Linked DNA regions of Mus musculus: region 2 is linked to region 1. The links are chromatin contacts, called in public promoter capture Hi-C maps. All regions are on one chromosome and are shown on one strand. Each heading gives the region's core, a stretch centred on a gene start, on an enhancer-like site or on the middle of the called end of the contact. The rest is flanking DNA. Distances are from core to core; before and after follow the strand shown.

The links. Promoter capture Hi-C pulls out the DNA fragments that hold promoters and counts their contacts.
Region 2: a contact with region 1 is called in a promoter capture Hi-C map of liver. The contact joins the enhancer-like site here to the promoter of Nr3c2 in region 1. A contact is called at or near these places in 2 of 39 promoter capture datasets (hippocampal neurons and liver), 3 of 484 Hi-C or Micro-C datasets (cortical neurons, pancreatic cancer cells and peritoneal macrophages), 1 of 115 datasets of contacts at active chromatin or transcription factors (fetal liver) and 1 of 9 other capture datasets (adipose tissue).

What each region holds. Positions count from the first base shown.
Region 1 is chr8:76,897,821-76,905,366 of GRCm38.p6, reverse strand. Nr3c2 (nuclear receptor subfamily 3, group C, member 2) reads right to left here and starts at 3,037. Exons shown (of 9, transcript NM_001083906.2): 1 at 2,827-3,037. Gm10649 (predicted gene 10649) reads left to right here and starts at 4,746. Exons shown (of 2, transcript NR_028579.2): 1 at 4,746-5,261.
Region 2 is chr8:77,097,805-77,105,350 of GRCm38.p6, reverse strand. All of the region lies in intron 3 of Nr3c2 (nuclear receptor subfamily 3, group C, member 2), which reads right to left. Among named protein-coding and RNA genes, the nearest start is that of Gm24838, 45 kb to the left of the region's middle. Within about 2 kb of position 4,795, at least 6 of the 459 cell types and tissues checked have an H3K27ac peak or open chromatin away from gene starts, as enhancers often do. A contact at or near this core is called in liver and pancreatic cancer cells, where this site is marked.

The DNA of each region.
Region 1 (7,546 bases), core at 1,788-4,287:
ATGTCTGCCCTGAGTCTGAAGGGGACTCACATAGACCCTTCTCCAGAACTTCACCAGCCCAACTCTCTTCTGGGATAGGTGAACACTGCTTTCTATGAGGTCTCACAATGAAAATCTGGATTTCAAAAGCCCTGGAAGATTTTAAAATGGAGAAAGTAGTGTGCTTTTAATCCAGCACCCCTAAAATAATTTACCTCTGTACATGTTGTTGTTGTTGAGAGGACCTACTAATATCCCGAGTGGGCTCTTGTCACTATTGTCTAAATGAGTCATATGCCAGGTCTATAAATCTCCTTAAAGCTCACAGTAGAATCCTTCCTGGAAGCTGTGGGCACCAGCCACAGTTTCTCTACAGGGAAGCAGCTTATCAGCTAACATCAGACAGCTGATATCAACTTCTGAAGTCCTGGTTCTCCAAACCCTGGACTCCCAAAACATTCTCCTAAAGGCAACTGCATTTCACAGAATTATGGACAGGAATATGGTGAAGAGTTTGCCAGACGCTTTGCTAGAATCTAAATTGGCTTTGTTCAAGGTATCGTCATCTGTCTCCTCACCTACCTCTCAAAGGAAACAGAGATGGTTGGCAACCAACCCAGAAGGGTGGGCAACAACTGGCACGTGAACGATTTCCCTGTAAACACTGTTGTAAAGAGCAGATGCTTTTAAAATAGGATTACTGAAATATTTTATGGTGACTTCTCCTCGGTTATTATTTTAGTATTTTTTTTAATAAACAAATGAGTTAGGTTAGAAATTTATTTCCTGTGTTGTCCAGGAAACTGGGGTTGACATTTTAGAATTGACACAATGATCATGGCTTTGAAGAGTACTTCAGTCAACCTGAACTTACCAATGAATACTAAAAATACAGCTTGATGAGTATGATCCTCATAAAACTTTATCCTGAGGGTAAAGGGAAAGGTTTTTGTTATCTAAGTATAAAATAAAGCAGGGAGTTCCATGAGTACCTAGCTTAGGGAAAAGCAGGCCTCTAAGCTTCCCAGAAACACTGTAGCAGAGACGCTTGGGCCATTGCGGACCTTTATTTCCATGCAAAAGGAACACAAAAATATCCACATAGATAAGGGAAAGCACCAACAGGCTTTACGTGTGTGTGTGTGTGTGTGTGTGTGTGTGTGTGTGTGTGTGTGTATACACATACACGTGCTCATGTTTACATGTATGTGTGCAAAGGACTCACTAATATCCTGAGGGGCACTTGCCACTATTGTCCTAAATGAGCCATATGCTAGGTATACAAATCTCTCTAGAGCTCAGAATTATGTATATATATGCATAAATTAAATTAAATATATTATGTATAATATATTTCCTTAAATACTATTAGCACAAAGGAAACAGTTTAAAACTTTGTTTCATAGTCTGTTAAATTGCCCTATTCCATAACAAAGTAGTTTCTTTTTTTCCCCCCAGGAATTATTAGAGATTCTTGGGAATTTGTATCTTTTCTGGAAACTTTCACTTTTAATGCTGCTCAAAACATATCTGCTTCTTAATGGCATCTTCCCCCTTCTCCCCAGTTATGTTACTGTCCTGGAGTGGTACAGTAGAGACCCATCCTTGAGGGCTGCTTTAGAAGGCAGATAACTTCAGGAAACTAGTTTGAGTTGCTCTGCTCTTCAAGACTGTTACCTTCCCCTCTTATAGATGAAGGATAAACCTGCCAAGGTCACCTAAGAGAGTGGGAGAACCAGTTAGAGCCAAGCACACATGAGTTCTGCTCACTGGCTTGACCCAATGAGCCGCATCAGCTTGCTCTCTCTCTCTCTCTCTCTCTCTCTCTCTCTCTCTCTCTCTCTCTCTCTCTCTCTCTCCTCTCACCTGCCCTCTTCCTTTAAGGAAAAAGCTTTCCATAAAAGAAAAAGCTTTGCTTTAGCTTTAGTCTCTCCTAAACTCCCGAAAGTATTTCATGACACAAATGGTAGGTAGCATGCCATGATGTCAAACGTGGAATTAAAGCTCCAAGGGAGGACTACATAGATGGAGAATGCTGTTATCACTACTATGTAAATATCACCAATAACAGTACCTACAGAGTGAAGACCCGCGATGTTAAGATGCAGCTTGGTGTCTTTAAAACTCAGCGGCTTTAATAACTCTTCTGCTAGCAAAAGTTTTCCGAACTACGATATGATAAATAAATAAAGCAGATGGTATGATGAAGCATTATGATTTAAACCTCGTCTTTTAAAAATTCAGCAGGAAAAGTCATGTACCTAAAACCCATCTGGAAAAGGATGCCACCCAAAGTAGCTTCATCCCTTGTCTGTCCCTGTCCTAAGAATCCCCTAGAGTTTCCCCAAATATAAAGGAACTGGGAACGCAAGATTTTCCAGACCTCGTTCATACAAGATCTATGGTGATCTAGCTCCTTCAACTGCCCTTATCGGCTACACCTCCCACTCAGACTGGGGAGCTTCCGCAATTGATAGATGAAAGAAACATTATTCAAACGTCCTTTAAAATTTGCAAGAGCCAAACGATCTGAAATTCATTTTTGGGGAAAGGGGAGGGTGGTAGACCGCCCACTGCCAAAGGCGGTTAAAAGCCGCTCTTTAGAGGGCATTTATCCAAAGTGGCCAAACTTTCCCAAAATAGTCCTCAGCCAGCCGGGGGTGGGGGGGGGTGGGGGTGGGGAGGGTGTGGGGGATGAAAAACCAAAACAAAACAACAAGCACACAGAACCATACTGACTGTGCCTCCGGATTACGCAGCGGCTTCTCCCTGCAAAGTGCAAGCCACCCTTGCCACAGTCGCACACCGGGCTGGACCAGAGACGCCCCACTGCGCACCCCTACACACCTGCCTTGGCCAGGGTCGTCCTCTCGCCGTCTACCTGTTGCAGTGCTTGCCACCTCCACGACACCCCTGCTGCGGAGCCCCCCTACATCCAACCACATCCAGGCCAGCAAGTGCCGCTCTCCCTGCAGCGGGAGAGCCCAAGACAGCAGCGCTTGGCGCCCAGGTGACTTGCACAAGCTTCCTCTGAGCAGCCTGAAGTTGGCTCTCTTCTCCCGGGCCCAATGACACCCCGGGTGCGCAGGAGCTGAGGGGAGGGGTCAGGGGCAGGGCCGGGGCGGGCCAAGAGGAGGGGGCGGGCGAAAGCCCCGAGGGGGGAGTGGAAAGCCGGCCCTTTTAAACCGGGTCACATGTCCAGAAAGTTCAGGTCGCTGTCCCGCCCGCTGGAGCCATTTCCATTGGCCAAGGGGGAAACAAGGCTCCACGCTGTGCGGGCCAGGCGCGCTTCTCATTGGGCAACAGGGGCTGTCAGTCACCAGGCGGGCGACATGACTGATACAAAGTTGCTGCGACACAGCCTGGACTCCGCAGCTTCCTTAAAGCCGCAGAGGCGGCGAGTTCTCCTGGTTCCCGGAGGTGGCCCCGACCGGGCAACCCCTGCACACGCTACCCTTTAGCCCACTCTGCTCCTTCGCCCCAAACTTCTCACCTACACAACTGTCGCCCCCCCCCCACCCTCCCTGGCGACCACAGCAATCTGGAGAGAAGGGGAAAGCATGGTGACGCTAGAGCAGCCTAGATGGTGAGCCCTTGCTCTCTCCACCTGCAGCGCCAGGTGAGCCACAGCGGTGCACACCCGGCGCCTCCCACAGCGTCCTCAGGCCTAGGACTGCTCGGGTGGGTGTCCCCGGGACCCCTGAAGCTCTGCTCCCGCCCCCTCCCGTTCTCAGAGTTACCTTCCCGCCGAGCAGCCTTAATCTCCGCTGTCGGAGAGACAGAGGATCTCGTTCCCACTCGATTTCAGTTTCCTTGTGTTAACCACGCAGGAAAAGCGGGTGCTTTCAGTGCAGCCAAACCCCTTTAAACACAGCCTTCCTTCCACCCCACCCCCTGCCAAAAAAAAAAAAAAAAGTGCCAGGGTCAAGAGCTGAGGCGCCTGATAATTTTGTTACTGTACTTATACTACTTTAGTCCTGGATTTTTCCACTAGTTCAATATGCAAGAAAGCTTACTATCTCGAGGATATTCACTTTATAATGTGTGAAAGGGGTGCACATAATTGGGGCAGGTATACTGGATGAGGGGAGACACTAAAACTATTTTTTAAGGATCGTTTGTCTGCGCGAAGAAATTTCGACCCCTTTCCTTCGCCCAACCCTGATTTCCCTCCCATCCACCCAAGCACTGCACTTGCTAAGCCGAAAGATGGACTCCTTAACTTTAATTTCTAAGGACTTTTAGACTGGTTTGAGGCTCGTCTTTGGACTCCCCTGCTGGCTGGGAGTCAGCACCAGTGATATACACACCTAAATCTGGTCCCCTGGCCCTTGGCGACCCGCAGGCCGCCGGCGGCAGCTGTGCAGCTTCAGGCTCACCCTCACTCGCCAGGAGCTGAAGCCCCAGAAGGAGGAGGGCATCTTGTGCCCAAAGGCCCCTCCTTTCCTTACAGTTAGTTAAACCTCAGGATCCCGGATCCCAAGCCCAAGGAGACTGGAAGTCTCAGTCACTCCAGCAGGACACTCCCCAGAGGCAAAAGAAACTGCAGCGGAGACGACAAGCTGGTTGGGACTCCAGTGCCCATCAGTCGCCAGCGTAGAGCTGGCCCTGGAGCCCCTACACACATGAATCCCCCGCCGAGTGTCCCAACTTTCCCGGGAGGGTAGCTGTCACGCGCGCTGGGAGAGCACTCTCAGCATCGATCACGCCCGGGGCCGCGCGCGGGTGGCGAGCTGGAGCTAGGGGAGTTCCGGACCCGGCGGCCCGGGCTCGCCAAGCAGCAGTGGCTGCAACTCAGCCAGTGTGGGTATTCATTATTAAAGAAATGGACCGGGCTCTTTTTACTAAGTTTTTATCTCCTTTAGGGAGAGCTGGTTTTGCCCTGGATCGAAGCTCCTTGCAAAATCTAGGTTAGAATGGCACGGAGCAGCCTCCGCGCGCTCGCCAGCCTCCCAGCACCCGTGTCCCGGGCCGGCCTGGCGGGCACCTGGTCTACTGCCGGCAGCCCACCTCCTTGAGCCGACCCGCTTCCCCTCTGCACTGGCCCTGGCACCCCGGGGCCTCTCCCTTGCGTTCCTCGGCCCCCTCCCACCACTGTCGGTGCAAAGTGACAGTTGCTGCACTCACCTTTTCTAGGACATGGTAGGGAGACTGGGGCGGGGGAGGGGGCCAGCGAGACTCCCGCCGCCTCCGCCGCTGCCGCCGTCAACAGCAAGTCCAATACCGGCTGATCGGCAATCAGGATGGAGAGGATAGCAATCCTGGCAGTCGCCCTACTGACGGTGGGTACAGTAATAGAGCGACTGTGCAGATACCCTATTGGAGGCGGCGAGCCAGCAAGCTGGCGAGCTGGAGGCACTAAATTGCGCCTAGGGGGCTCCGAGCACCCGCCGGTCCCCAGCAGTGGCGGCCCGGCTTGGGGCCGGCGGGTCTCCCAGTCTGCTGGTTCGTCCTGCAGTGACTGTGGAGGTCCCGGGAGCCCGCCAGTCCAGCGGTAAGCTCCCGCGCCTGCAGCGGGGAAGCGGGGCTCTCCGCGCCCCCTCCCAGGGCTGGGGTAGCGGGTGACAGCTCAGGCAACAGAGCGTCTTGTGTGTGTGTGTGTGTGTGTGTGTGTGTGTGTGTGCGCGCGCGTTTGTGGGGGCAGCCGCAGGGGGAGCCCTCGGCGCCGTGGCCCCCTCCTCGGTCACACCCTCACTTGCAGTATGAGGCTGTCCAGCGGTCCTGCCACCCGCTGGTGGGAGACAGGGGTGCTGGTGGCTGTCGTCGGAACCCCAGCCACTGACAGCAAGAAGGCCGAGGGAAAACGGAACCCCAGTGCACGCACCCTCTTCTCTTCGCCGGCCCCCAAAGTCAGCCCTGACCTGGCGTCTGGCCTCAGGTGCAGGTGCCACCGGATAGGGAGTGGAGGGCTGGAAAACCAAGAGCGGGCCAGGAGGGAAAAGTTTCTTTCCTGCTCCTCCACTGCCCACCCAGTGAGACAGCTCTTGGGTCGCTGCCCTACCCCCACCGTGGGGGGGGGGGCACCAGGCGGGCCGGGGTGTCTGCGCACCAGGGCGCGTGGGAAGCGACCGCTAGCGACCCCGCGCTTCCATAGCGGCCGCCCGGAGCGCTGCGGGCCCAGAAAGGGGAGAACGGCTGCAACCCTCCCCCGTCGCGCGCCTCCGCGCCTCCCCGCGCGCCCCCGCGCCCTTGCGCCCGCCCGGGCAGACACCTACGCAGATGCGAAAGTGAAAGGCGGGCTCCCTGGCCGGGCGGCGCGGCGCGCGGGCACGCGGCGGTGGGAGGAGGACTGAGCCTGAGCTGCGATCCTGGGGTTCACTTGTCCCCCACGTCCTTCTCACTCTCTAGCCCTTGCCAAATCCTAGCCTCTCACCCCAAGGCACTCAGGTCACCCCAGTCCAGTGAATGTATGTGCGCGCGCCCGTTTTCACTCGCGGGTGTGCGAGATATTCTCTGCTCAAGACTCTTCCAATGCACCGTTACACACGCCCCTAGTTGGAAGTCTGCGGGGCGGGGAAAACTGGTGTCACTAGGAGTACACGCACCTGCTTGCTTGCTTTTTTAGAAATGAGTTAAATAAATCCGGGAATTCACCTCACAACCCTCTTTTCTGGTATGACACTCTTTCCATGGTTTTCTAAGCCCCCCCCCCCCCTCTTCCCAATTCCTTCCTATACAGAGGTGAAAGTTGCTGGTCGCCATTCAAAACGGAACTGTCCTGTTAAAATAATCCCTGCCTTTCTCCAACCCCATTCCCACACTCCCACATCAGCTTAGCTGCTCCACCACCCACAGCGATGACACTTCTCAGTTCTTTGGTGGCTCAACATGGCTTTTTGACATGGGGCAAAACAGTTTTCTTTTCTTCTGCTTTTTATTGGTAAAAATGTTTTCTAGGTTAACTTTTGTGAAGGTATGTCTTAGGTGAGATCAAGAAAATGTTTTCTATAATTTATAATAAAATTTAACTTTATATTCAGCTAACTTAAAAAAGGACAATTTAGAAATATACTGATGTTGGCAGACTGACTGGAAATGCCTCAAAAATAAGATGGATTGATAGTGATGGACTGGTTAAATAAACTGAAAGATGTGTGTGTATATATATATATATATGGCATGTGTATGTAGTATAATAATGGAAGGATCAAATTGCCAGTACAAAAGTTTTCTCCAACTTCCTTGTATGTTTGAAATTTTTTTCATAGTAAAACATTAGATGAAGAGCCACCATTTATTGTAACTGAGATAATGTAAATTCCTTTTCCGAGATTGACATGTTAGGCTTGGATGACTACCTTCCCATTTACAGAGTAAATTTAACACAAGAATTCTTTCCCCACAGATTCCTACCACTACGTTAATCAATGCTTTTAAATACAGATGATGTGATAAAAGTATGGTATAAAATGGAGTTATTATAACTGCAACATTTCAGAAATTTAGGAGATTTCCCCCTATGTTTTTACTTGAGCATGTTACAAATTTTTATCTGTTCCGCCTTTAGGGTTGTTTGATATCAACATCTAAGATTTAATACATATATGTATATTCTTTTGAAACCCCT
Region 2 (7,546 bases), core at 3,546-6,045, 200 kb before region 1:
CTCTGCTTCTCTCCATGCAGTGGGAAGAAGTACAGATGTGACAGAGCTTGTTAACATCACTGATGAGGCTAGCTCAGGCAGGAGCCATGGACACAGAGCTCAGGAGAACCTGTCCAAGGTGGGTATGTCTAATCTGACTCCCCAGTCAAGTAGGATAGGACTGGTCACATGGTGGGCTCTGGGTGGGACAGTCAGTCAGTCAGACGGATGATACTGGCTGGTACTTTTATAAGCTCGGTACAGCCGGGGAACAGATCCTGAGGTTTATATGTAGATCCTAGTGAAGTTAGGAAGGGAGGCAGGTTCCAGAAAGAATAAAACAAAAACCTGAATAAGCATAGCCAGGCTTGGGTGGGGCCTCCTTCTTGATACTTCATCTGTCCACCTAGCTCAGTGTTCAGTTCTCCAGCATGACGGGACAGAGGATGGAATATGTGGTGAGGCGCTTACCTAGCACACACAAGGCCATGTCTGACCTCCCAGCATCACACACAAACAAATGTCACACATATATATGTGACATTTGTATATATTACATATATATAATTTTACATTTATATATAAATTATATGCAATACATGTAATTTATATATAGTAGTTTATATGTAAATTATATATTTATATATAAAATATATTATATTTTATATGAATATAATTATATCTATATCTATATCTATATCTATATCTATATCTGCCCACAAGCAGGGAAGCAGGAGACAGGTGAACAAGAATTCATTTACTGACTTCATGTGTTTTTCAAATTCTCTATAATAAACTTAAACAACCAGTTTTGAAAACAGAATAAATAAAATCATATATATATGCATATGTATATATATATATACACACATATATATGTATATGTGTATATATGTATAATATATGTAATATATATATATATATATATATATATATAAATAAAATGGGCCCTTCAATTCAGTCTGGGGGTTCAGACTGGCAGGATATGTTTGGTCACTGGGTTCTCTCACCTCTTGGCTGCTTCCTACTCTTAGAAACCTTCCTGCCAGAGGCAGGCTGAGATGCCCCAGGAAGCACCAAGGCAATTTGCTTTCTGGGTTCTATCTGAGATCAGACTTTGGTTGTTTCAGAGTGCTTTCAGGACTCCCATAAACACTGAGGAATGACATACACCGTATGCAGTTTATTTATACAAATTCATTCTGATCAGTATGGGTTTTTATGAAATGGGCTTTAAGTGGGACACACAAATTAGCTCCTGCTAAGGGCTGAAAAAAAAAAGCATGAAATAACCCAGTCAGGTGAAGGAGCTTTGAAGCTGCTTCAGTTTCTTACGTCAGCAGAGAGTCTTTGGAACTCACTAAAAGCAGCTCATCCGTTGGCTTCTTCTGGGGCAGAATGACTTCAGAAGCGCCTCGCTACAACAGGGGCTGAGCAGAGAGCAGTTCCCTGTGCTGAGGCTGTGCACAGGTGTCACTGCGCACAGAGCCACTGGCAGGTTGTTTGAGGAACAGTTGTAACATAAGAGAAAGGGTTCACTGTGGTAAACTCTGATTAACATATACAATAGAGTGAGCCCCTGTACAAGTGATATGGAAATTAACTTGCAACAAATCAAGACATCTTAAAAGATGGTGCCTGAGTTCTCATGTGGGGCTCTGTTGGGTTGCTTTGGGTTGAAAGTTGGTCTGTAACCATCCTCCGTCAACACTGTCCCTTTGGATTAATTTGCATCCTGCCTTCTGAAGGGTGAGCAATGGTGCCAGGGATATGTTCTAGTTCTGTTTATTTTTCTAAAAAAAAGTCACCAGGAGCTTTGTTCTTCCCCTTTGAATGTGACTGTGGGCAGGGGAGATCGCTCAGTGCTTAAAAGCTCACTTGTCTTACAGAGGAATAAAGTTCAGCTTCAATTACCTAGGCCCCACAACTCACAACAGCTCTGAGTCCAACTCCTTGGGATCCTACAACCTCTTCCGACCTCCACAAACACCTGCATCCACATGCAGTTTCTCTGCCTCTCTGTCTCTGTCTCTGTCTCTGTCTCTGTCTCTGTCTCTGTCTCTGTCTCCCTCTCCCTTCCCTCTCTCTCTCCCCACATCCTGCTCTCTGTCTCTCACACATGGAGATACATACTTAAAAAAATCTTTAAAATGTGTTTGCCCAAGGTAGATTGGTGGCAATTTAAAATCTGTAACCAAGGGGCACTGTGTGTGGGAGTGATACAGCTACATGTACAGAGTCCAGTGACATGACTGCATGGAGAGAACCGGATGTAACTGGTCCCGGCATGCTTCTTCCTGAGCACGAGCTCCCGAGCTCACACCTGTGCTGGACAGGCCGCTCTTACACCTTCCTACTAAGGTCGTAGTCTACCCTGTCTGGCTGAGCGGGGTGCAAAATGAGGACTCCCTTTTCTTTTTTTCCTTTCTTCTTTTTCTTTTCTTTGAGACAGGGTTTCTCTGTGTAGCCCTGGCTGTCCTGGAACTCACTCTGTAGACCAGGCTGGCCTTGAACTCAAAAAATCCGCCTGCCTCTGCCTCCCAAGTGCTGGGATTAAAGGTGTGTGTCATGATTGCCTGGTGAGGACTCCCTTGTCTTAGCAGGGCTTCCTCTTCTCTGCCTGATCACACAATCCTCCACAAAGTTACTGGTTCAATTTTCTGGAATGCCTCTCCATGCAAATGAGGTACTTGAAACCTCAGCCAATGAAAGTTCACCCTAAGTAGAACCCCTTCAAATGCTCCCGGGTTCAAGTATATAGCCCTTGATTTACCCCAAATAAAGTGTATGAGATGTTTTCTAAGCACTGAAGTCTTCAGAGGAGATCACCCCATCCCCTTTACCTCCTCCACCTCCGAACCCCCTAACCCCCACCTCCCTTGTCCCACACCCCTGACACCCCCACACCTCCCCTATCCCCCATGCCGCCCATTCACTGAAGGACTGAGATCCTGCTGACCCACATTTCCAGACTTCGCTTTACCCTTCCCCATCCTGTATGTATCAGGGTGTGGACACCCCAAGGGCAGAAGTCTGCCAGGGGAGTCCTAGCTACTGAACACTTGGTCTGGGAGAGGTAATATTACTCTGTCAGGTCACCAGAACTGTTGGAAGAGCCAGAACTCTATACATTTCAGTCTCCTTTCTGTTGCTGTGACAAACATACCAACAAAGGGTTTGCTCAGCTTACAGTTCCAACTTCAGTCCACCACCTCAGGGAAGCCAAAGCAGGAACATTAGCAGTTAGTTGCTTGGTATCCACAGTCAAGAGCCAAGAGAGAACCAACACACTCTTGCCTGCTTATTTGTTAGCTTCCTCTGTTCTTGTGGAGCCTAGGACTCAGCCCATGCAATGGTACTGTCCACACTGGGCATGTCTTCTCTCATTAACAGTGAAGACAATCTTTCATAGACACACTCTCAGGCCAACATAATCTAGTTAATTCTCAGTCCAACTCTCTTCCCAGGTGATTCTAGCTTCCATTAAGTGGACAGTCAAGCTAAGCCGCACTAAATGTATATATGTTTATGTACTCTTGTGTATGTGAGTTAGTGTTTGAGGTCATCACCAGGTGTTCTTGATCTCATGCTTATCTTTGAGTCGGGGTCTCTCATTGTACGTGGAACTCACTGATTTGGAGAGACTTTTTGGCCAGCAAGGCCCAGGGATCATCTTCTTTCTGCCCTACACTCAGTATTGGTTTTACGAGTGAGTGCCACCAACCCGAACCAGCTCTTTAACGTGGGGATTAATTCTGATCCTTATGCCTGAATTACAAATCTTCCACTGATTGAGTCATCTCCTTAGCCTTGCCTCATTTTCAAAATCAATGACTGCATTTTCTTCTCTTGAAAAGAAAATAAAAATTAAAGTTAGCTCCATTTAAGGTCCTCATTAGCAGAATTTTGGTAAATTTTTGTTTCAAGTTAGAATTTGAATTACTCCTTTTAGAAAAATAATAGGGTAGGACTTTTGAACTGTGCCCACACCTAATATCATGTGGTGAATCTCACCTACAAAATAGTATTAGAGCTTTTAATGTCATCCATCACTGTATTTGATAATAAAAGAGAGCTATTTGCACAATTGGGAAAGCTGCTGGCTCTAGGTGTACAATTCTCCTTCATTCTTTCTTCTCACCAGGGATCAGATCTACCCCTTGCAGGTTTCAAATATACCTTTTATATTTAGTGTTTATGGGGCAGGGCTGGGTGGAGTTAGACTCTGACATACAAAACTATTGTTCCATAACATATTTATAGATCGTCCCACTGCATAACCATGTAGAAAGGTATAGCATGCACTAGGCCCAGCCTGGCAGAGAGTGACAGCACTGACAATTGATTTTTTTACTTGGTGTCTCTACAGGTCAGGTACTTAAGATGTATGATCTCCAAGCTCTCACACACCATGAGAACCAGGTATTACTTTTACAGTTAGAATCAAGAAGATGTTTGGTACTACACCCAGGATGAAATGTATGCACTCATGTATGTGATACCTGAGTCAGTCATATATTACATAGTGACATAAAGTAAGAAAGAAACATATGCAAAAAGAGCTGCTCATAGGCCCAGCTATGTATCCTTCACCATTGACATGGGGAGAAATTGTTCATTATTCTAGTTAACTTCCTCCTTAAAAACTAAGATACTGGAGGGATTAGGATGTGATGGGGGGTTGATTTCCTCAAAATGCATTGTATGCACATATGAAATTTCTAGTTAATAAAACATTACAATACTGCCTAACCTTTACCCAAAGTGCCCAGGAGGTGGGGGGAGGGGCACAATGTCCACTTCAAGCTTGGCTCGTGGTTGTAGTTAATAATTATTAACTATGACAAATACCATGAACAATGGCACCAGGATTTCAGCATGGCTTGCTGAGGTTATGAATCTGACTACAGTGGGGTAAATTTAAAAGGAAGATGAGAAACTATCATTAGTCTCAGTTACAATTAAAGTAAACGCAGTTGTCAAACATTAAGCTTTAACAGACCGAGTCTAGAAATAGTGTCTTAAAAGGAAATTGGGTAAGAGAAAGCCAATTGTCTATTTTACATCTGAGAGGATTATTTTATTATGTGATCTTAAGAGTATTGTATGCATATTAGAGAATATTCACCCTATAGTTTGAGTAACACAGGGCAAGTTACTGCACAGGCCTCCTTTCCTTGGATTTTTGAAGTAGCTATTCACTCAGTGACAGGTGACTATGTGTAATATATTCTTGAAAGAATATAGTTGATGACTCCTCCTCAGACGATATGAAAGCAAGAAGAAGCTTCCTGTGAGCCTACACCAGTGTTGCGCTGTGTCCCTTAGGGGACAGTGCTCTGCAACCTGCAGCAGGTCTTCCCCTCGGCATAATGACATTTCCATTCTTCTCAAGGAAACAGGAAAGTCCAGATCACATAAACACTCGGAAGAACAGGGTCCTAAATGTGATTGCTGGTGGAATGACTACTCGTGAGCCTCCTTAAAATGATTACTAATGTTTTAGTTTAAAATCTGAAATGTAGTTTAATAACCCCTAAGTTATTTAAGAGGTGTTGGAGAGGTGGCTCAGACAGTAAATGTTCTAGCTGTGTAAACATGATGTCTCAGGTTGGATTCTCTAGCTCACAAACCCACATAAACCAGATTCAGGGTTATGCATCTATAATCCCAGTACTCCACAGTGAGATGCCAGGCAGAGGCAGGAGAATCACTGAAGCTCATGGGCCAGCTAGTCTGGAGTACTCAATGTGCTGGCAGATACAAGAGAGGCGCTGCATGAACAAAAATGAAGGCAAGCACCTATGCACACATGCACTCATGGGCATTCACCCACACAAATAAACAAGTATTTTTTTAAAAAAAATAATTTAAGAGTCAAGGATTAAATGCATGTGTTTAGTGAACTTAGGCACCCCTGGTATCTGAGGTCACTTCCCCCCCGCCCCCTTAGCAAAGATAAGCAAAGAAACTGTAGTCAGATATGTTAAAAGTCTATTTAAGTTAAAGAAATTTAAAGGAAAGATTGTTTGAGGGATTAACCAAGCCAGTTTTAAATGGTATTTCTTAATTGAACCTCTTTTACAGATTTATTTATTTATTTTATGTAAATGAGTGCTCAATCTGTATGTACACCTGCATGCCAGAAAAGGGCTTCAAATCCCAGCATAGATGGTTGTGAGCTTCCATGTGGTTGTTGGGAGTTGAACTCAAGACCTCTAGAAGAACAGACAGTGCTCATAACTGCTGGACCATCTCGTTAGCCCCCTGAACTTCTTTTAAAATCAGGCATTTTGTTAATGTTGACCAACATTCTTTGTTATTATTCTTCCTTTTTAAAGTCTAATTTTAAACATATTAGATAATACAAAAGAAACATGTGAGGAAACATTTATCTGTGGTCCTTTTTATGTATGCCTTTTTATTAGAGCTGTCCCAGTTGAAATCCTTTTCTTCAAATAATTTTTAAAATGCAATAATTCTCTGAATTGTTTTATGTGTTCAAAGTTCAACAGAGGTTAATTTTTCCTATTAAAATGACTTTCTAGATTTGCATCTCTTCCTTGTGGGTCACTACCATGAATTACAAGTCAGCCCAAGGAAAAACAGAATAAATATCAGTGTCTGAATACATGAGTGTTCTGTTTGTTGAACTGAGCTCCGTAGCGAGAAATTTTATTGTAAAAAAAGTAAAAGAACTATTTTAAAGAGAAAATAAATATTTAAGGGTTCCATTTGGTTTCTGCAGTAGTCCTACCATTTCATAAATATTTCTCAAAATATAGCTGACCATTGCTGGCTGTGGTGGTGCCCGCCTTTAATCTCAGTGCTCAGTAGGCAGAGGCAGGCTCTGCGTCTGAGGCCAGTCTCCCCTACAGACAGAGTTCTAGGACAGCCAGGGCTGCATAGGGTAACTCTGTCTCAAAAAACAAATTATGCAGTAATTAAATAAAAGTATGCCAATTAAAAAGTATGCGGATTGCCGAGAAGGCAGTCACGTGCTTATATGAGGTCTTCCTGCCTTTTAACCAATGGGAACAAAGTACAGAGTGCACGTGGGGCCACGTCAGAAGGGCTGGCTGAAGGACTGACTACACCCGGGTTCTCTACACCATAGGCAGCGTAGTCCACGGCTTCCATCACCAGTAACTGCTGTGTCTCACGCAGCTCCAGCCCTGTGGCTTCTCTGCCTTTCTCTGTCTTCTCAGCACCCAGTGCTGCCTTGATTACCTGCGTTCTGACCCTGTCTTACTTATATCTGAGTGAGTTCTGAGCTACCTTATTTCTGATTACAGCTCAATTCTCTCAGATTATGGTGAAATTAGAAAGAGGTCAGTTATCTCAATACTTCCAAGGTGCAACATAAGTATAGTGAATTTTAAGTATCATTAATTGTTAATTACATAAATGAAACTCTTTAAATAAATCCTAATCAGGTGTGTCACAAGAACATTTAATTTTAAAAAAACAGAAAGAGAAGGTTATTAGAAGGATTTTCTAGTCTATTATTTAGTAGTGACATTTCTATAAATATTTCAAGTTTTTCCCCTCAGGATTGTTTTTGCTG